Linked DNA regions of Zea mays: region 2 is linked to region 1. A link is a contact called in public Hi-C data. All regions are on one chromosome and are shown on one strand. Each heading gives the region's core, a stretch centred on a gene start, on an enhancer-like site or on the middle of the called end of the contact. The rest is flanking DNA. Distances are from core to core; before and after follow the strand shown.

Region 1 (2,994 bases), core at 171-2,670:
ATAAACAGGCCGCCGCCCGTCCAAGTGTTGCTTGTACAAGTTAACGAGCTCCTTGATGATCCATCTATTTCTTGCCCTTGAGGTCGATTCCGGTTTGATTGTCACCTGCGAAACAAAAACATATACCGCTTGAACTTGTTAGGGATGCAAATTATGATGATATTTGTGGTTCCTTTCTTGAAACATGTAGGGTTTTGTTGGATTACTATTTGCAAGGCGCTGAAGCCAAGAATAACACACCAAGACACAGATAGGGGCCGTGCGTACGTACATCGTAGTGGTAGATATCCTTGTCCCCGAGCTTGACTTCTACATGGTTGGCGCGCACCTGGCACCTCCGCCCGACGGTTCCGTACCCCGGCCGAGGGGGGAACACCATCGCCTTGCTCGAAGCTGGAGGCAGTGTACCTGCAGGCGCCGAAAGCGCCATTTGATCCGGCACCTTCCCTTGCATTTGCAGAGGTCGCTCCGATGAACTCGCTGCCGGTGCGACATGACCCGGCGGCTTCGCTTGCATGGCCGGTCGCCCGGGCGTAGAGCCCTGAACCGGCGCCGGCGCTGGGAACGATGATGGGATCGCTGCCGGTACGACCTGACCCGGCGGCTTCCCATGCAGGGCAGTGGCGGGTCGCCCGGGCGTAGGCGCCTGAACCGTCGCGAGCATTGGGAACGACGACGACGAACTCGCTGCCTGTGTGACCTGCCCCGGCGGCTTCCCTTGCAGGGCAGTGGCAGGTCGCCCGGGCCTAGGCGCCTGAGCCGTCGCGAGCATTGGGAACGACGACGATGAACTCGCTGCCTGTGCGACCTGACCCGGTGGCTTCGCTTGCATGGCCGGTCGTACCGCAGGCGCCTGAAAGAACGCCGGAGACTGCGCTGGGATCGACAACGGGCTCCCTGCGGGTGCCAACGGACCGGGCGCCTTATCTTGCATTGCTGGTCTCGGCGCCGGTGCTTGCGAGGACGACGAGCCCTGGCACCGCTGCGCCTGCGTCTCGTCCATAACCACCTTCCTCTCCACCTGGCGCCTCATCGCCTCAACCTCCGCTGGGGTCGGGCCCGACGACACCTGCCGAGGCGCTGAGGAGTAGCCGCCACGCCCGGGCCCCGGGCCGGGACCGGCCGCCGGATGTGGGGACTGGGACTGCGCAGCATGACCTCCTCCTCTCTGGGCGGCGCCTGACGACGCGGACCCTCCGCGATGGCCACGGCCAGGTCCTCCTCGCGTGTCCTCGCGGAATCCTCCGAGGTCCACGGCGCCCTGGCCGCGCCCTCGGCCACCACCGCGGCCGCTCCCGCCTCCACGGCCTCCTCCTTGTTGTCCCCGGCCTCCGCGGCGGCCACCTCCGCCACCGCGCGTGGACATGGCGGAAAACCCTAGAGGATGAGGCAAAACCGCGGAAGAGGTTGTTCTGTGAGACGAGGAAGACGTGGTTCGTGGTGACGCTTCAGTTTCTCGCATATAAAAAGGCCGCGGTGCGGATGGAACCGATCTCCAAGCAGCACGTGGACGTGATATGATGCCCCACCGTACTTCTGACACATGGACCCCGCTAATGGTCGACCCCACGCATCGGTGACCCTGAAAAAGTACCGCCCGGCCTGCAACCTTTTCACTCTAGGCTAGACTAGAAACCGCCACCCGGCGACGAAGTTGAGAATTGAGATGCGCTCAAGCGACCCTTTCCGCGAACCGGCAACGTGAGATCCGAGCGCGGGCCCGGCGCCGCTCTGCAATCGAAGTCGCCCAGTCGCCCGACTGCCCGAGGCACGGGCTGCCCCGCGGAGCCCGTGCGCGGTCGAAGGAGATATCCTGTCGGGCGAGAGAGATCTCAGGCTGCCGTGGACCGTGGTCACTTCGTCGGTCTATTCGTCCTCTCGGATGGACATGGCGGCCTGTGGCAGCCGCTTGTAGTTGCAGCCAGTGCAAGCCGTCGTCGCTTCGTCGGGTCTATTCGTCCTCTTGAATGAGCTGCCACAGCCACAGCCTGCCACAGCCACAGCCACAGCATGCTTCGTCGGGTCTATTCGTCATCATGAGCATGGCGGCCTGTGGGCTGTGGCAGCCGCTCGCAGTGATTGGCCGCTTGCATCCCGCTGCACGGACCTTCTTCTGGTCGACGCAGTTGCTCAGCTGGGCGTGTTTATACTTTGTAGATATGCTCACGCACAGAATTCGGAGAATCTGGAATAGAATGGCTTCATGTGAAGTCAGATTTCCAGATTTTTCTGTTAAAAGCGTAGAACCTTACTGGTCAGTTTAAATGATATATTTATTAAATATGATTTTATTTGTATTTTCTAATTAACAACATGTACAAATTTATAATATCACGTCTTTTGTTGAGTTTGTGATCCAAATTCCGAAGAAGGCTGCCAAGTTGGTGACCAAAGCGGAGGTCCGTCGCAGGAAGGCTGGGGAACCTGTGAGTACTCCGTTGGCTCCTCATTTTAAACTGTCTGCTAAACAGTGTGCTAAAACTGATGTTGATCTTGAGTATATGTCAAAAGTTCCATACTCTAGTTCTGTTGGGTCACTCATGTATGCTTTGGTTTGCTCTCGTCATTATTTGTCTCATGCTATGAGCGTTGTTGCTAGATACATGTCTAATCTTGGTAAAGAGCATTGGAAAGTTGTTCAGTGGATTTTCAGATATCTATGTGGTTCTTTAAGTGCTTGTTTATATTTTGGTAAATATGGAAATGGTCTGATCGGCTATGTTGATTCAGATTATGGTGGTGATTTAGACTGGAGAAGATCACTTTTAGGTTATGTCTTTCCCGTTGGAGATTGTGCTGTGAGTTGGAAAGCTCGTTTACATGATATTGTTGCTTTGTCTACCACAGAAGCTGAGTATATGGCGATTGCAGAAGTTACTAAGGAAGCCTTATGGTTGAAAGGTATATATATTCAGAGCTGTGTGGAATTAAGTCTTGCATTATCATTCATTGTGATAGTCAGAGTGCTATTTATCTCACCAAAGATCAGATGAT
Region 2 (2,994 bases), core at 153-2,652, 150 kb after region 1:
AGCTCGCAAGAGCATCTGCTAAATTTGTAGAACACATGGACTTAGCTCACACCCAAGGACTTCATCTACCTCCACTAATGAGTATTAAGAGGTAATATGAACTCACCTCATCATTCCCTTGGGGCAAAGAAAAGGAGTCTGAAGTAGCTACGTTACTTAAAAGGGCATTTGATTTCTCAAGTTTTGTGCAACGATCTAACAACAATACAACATTATATATTAAAATCCCAAACAGCCATACGATACTTATATTGAAATCTTAGTGCAAGGTCTTTGTTTTTTTCTACACCTTTTCTTTTGCAAAGAAAGCATATATGAGCTAGAAAGCTGGGTATAGCACTATAGCATAGCAATCTACATTGTAAAATAGAGTAAGAAGATACTGATAACACACCATCAGTTCTGCTTGTGGTTTACTAGCTGCAAGGTCCCACAGAATGCAACCACACTCTTCCCATGGATCCTTATAATCAGGTTGCGCTGATTCCCCATTACCAGAATTTGCATCCTTCTCGTCCGGGGCACATTGCTTCACACTGTTTAGTATCATGGAGTCATCTCGTTTGCTAACATACAATTTCAACCTCTAAACACGTCGCTTACCTGAACTCTTTCTCCACATTGGAACCCTGGGGTAGTAGCTGCCGTATAAGGGAGATAGTGTAGCTGGGATCAACTGTTGTCGTGTCATCAAGCAGCTACAGAAAATCACAAGCATGAGATCTAGCATCAGCAGGGCAGCAGACAGCCAGCCAAACACTTCCTTCCAAGACGCCAACTGCTCGAAGGAATGGCAGTGAGGCGGAGACTCCAAGGCGACATCAGAAGTGGTGGGACTGGGATGTGAGCAGTAGACATAAGGAAGAGGGCCACGCACCTCGGAAGATGGCGCGAACGGGAGGTGAGTGGGAGCTTCCTCGTCGTCGTCGGCCTCCTCGACGCCGCCATCCTCTTCTCTCTGACTCGCTTCTTCCCGTTCCTGCGGTGACTCGGGCGCTTCGTCCTGCGCCGCTTCGCCCCCCTCGAGGGCATACTCTCGCGGAGCGCCTGGCGCCATTGCGACGTGACCGGCGGAGATTAGCGAGTACCTGAGTATTGGCCGGCGGAGGCGCGGAGCTTGAACTACAGGACGCTTTCGAGTTTCGAGGGCGCTGCAGAAGGGGAACCCTGAAGGCCTGAACTGAGGGCAGGTTTCGTGCGGATGCGCATTGGGGATTCCGGCATTCCGTGTTCAGGCAGCCCATCCTACTCAGACTCAGAGCGAGTTCCTCTTGATGGGCTTACGTGATCCAGTCTAGTAAAAGAAAGAAAAGGAAATGGCGAATTTACGGCCCGAGAGCGGTCCAGCCCAAACACAGTTCTGGACACACGAACATCGGAACATTCGCAAGATTGGTGACCCAGTGTCACCCGAAACCCTGCGGCGGCGACCGGCTGTCCGGTGACCGGTGGCCATGGACTATACCCTCGCGGCGCTGAAGATCTTCGGCTCCCAGCTCGCCAGTTGCACCGAGGCGCCGTGCTCTGAGGGTTGCTCTGCCGCGCAGATGCTCTCCGGCATCCGCTTCCAGCGCGCCTGGGTCCAGGTCCCCAAATTAACCTCGTCTCTCTCCTTCCTCTCCCACCTTCATTTTGTTTATCGTAGCCTGAGGATTTGCAGCGGCAGGGTATGATCCTGTCAACGGACTACAACGAATCCGGTGGAGGGCGCTTGTTGCTGGATGATGGGTCCTGCGTCGCCAACCTTTTCGTCTTGCCAAGAGAAGCAGAGGGCCGGTTCTGGCGGCCAGGTACGCCGGCTCTTAATGGTTCTTTGATCGTACCTTATGTTTGCATCGCTCTCACATTGTCGAAATAGTATTCAATCTAAGAAAAACTCAAGACCCGCAGGTGTAAGACAGCATCTGGGCATATAGAACTATAGAAGAAACGCAGGTGGAGAAATTTCTCAGTACATAGCGACATAGTTGACCACGTGTTAGGCTGGTCCTTAGACCTGCGCTGGCGTGGAAAAAACAAAGGATTTTTTAACAACACACAATATTATTATATGATTCTATTATTCTTGATTATCTTGAAGTGTGACTATTTGCATAGATGTTATTCCTCCGTTCTAGATGCATGACACTTTTTTGCAAGAAATTACATGCCAGTTTATGTTTGTCCTACATCAATCTTCTAAAACTTACCAAATTATTAGGAAAAATGTATTAACATCTACAGGTTCAAATAAAGGCACTATCAATACATATTTTATGGAGAATTTAATAAAACTATTTTGATGTTGTAGATGTTGGTGGCTTGGTGCATTTTTCTATAAATTTCGTCATAGTTAGAGAAGTTTAATTAAGACAAAGCTAAAGTGACTATAATTTGGTACAGATAGTATTTTGGTTTCTCAAACGCGCAGGAGAACTGCGCATCATTAAATTAAGTAGAAGGAAAAAGTTTTGGCTTGTGTGTGTTCTATGAATGATAGGTTGTTTTCTGAGTTACCTTTTTTTTTATGTTTACACTTGCTGATGACTTCCCTTGTCCTGTAGGGATGTATGTAATGGTTATTGGTGCATACATTGCAGCAGAGTCCAGGGACAATTATCCATCTATCAAGGTGCCATATTCCTCACCTCTCATGTCTGCCCCTGTCTTCTTCTATGCCTTTTTTCAATTGTTTACCGAGTATTGGTGGTCCTCTGTTTGTTGCCGTTTTACTGAGAATTGGAGGTTCTCTTTCTGTTATCTTTGTTCTTTAATATTATTGCAAACTTCATTTTGAGTGATCCAAAAAATTCTATTCAGCACTCATGTTTCGTCGACTCTACCTGATGCTTCATTGACTAGTTAGAGGAAGCAGAAAAGAAAAAAGCATTTGTAATTTACACCTAGGCTGAGCTCATTGCAAATCACTAATAAATTCCAGTGATGAGGAACAGATTTTATTAGTTTCATTGGTAGGAGCAGCTTAGACTGTCTCCAGCAACGTCCTCTATATAC

What was found. Hi-C and Micro-C count contacts between places; a contact is called where the count stands out from the background.
Region 2: a Hi-C map of tassel shows a contact between it and region 1, with 2.2 times the contacts expected there. The contact joins the promoter of LOC100382562 here to the promoter of LOC109943529 in region 1. A contact is called at or near these places in 2 of 25 Hi-C or Micro-C datasets (ear and tassel).

The regions. Positions count from the first base shown.
Region 1 is chr1:267,324,205-267,327,198 of Zm-B73-REFERENCE-NAM-5.0, forward strand. LOC109943529 (protein argonaute 12) reads right to left here and starts at 1,421. Exons shown (of 22, transcript XM_020546864.1): 1 at 272-1,421; 2 at 1-105. The coding sequence starts at 1,366.
Region 2 is chr1:267,469,877-267,472,870 of Zm-B73-REFERENCE-NAM-5.0, forward strand. It overlaps LOC100382562, which reads left to right and starts at 1,403. Exons shown (of 4, transcript NM_001368201.1): 1 at 1,403-1,586; 2 at 1,667-1,790; 3 at 2,544-2,611. The coding sequence starts at 1,455. LOC103643047 reads right to left here and starts at 1,809. Exons shown (of 11, transcript XM_020546865.2): 1 at 878-1,809; 2 at 604-698; 3 at 395-536. The coding sequence starts at 1,057.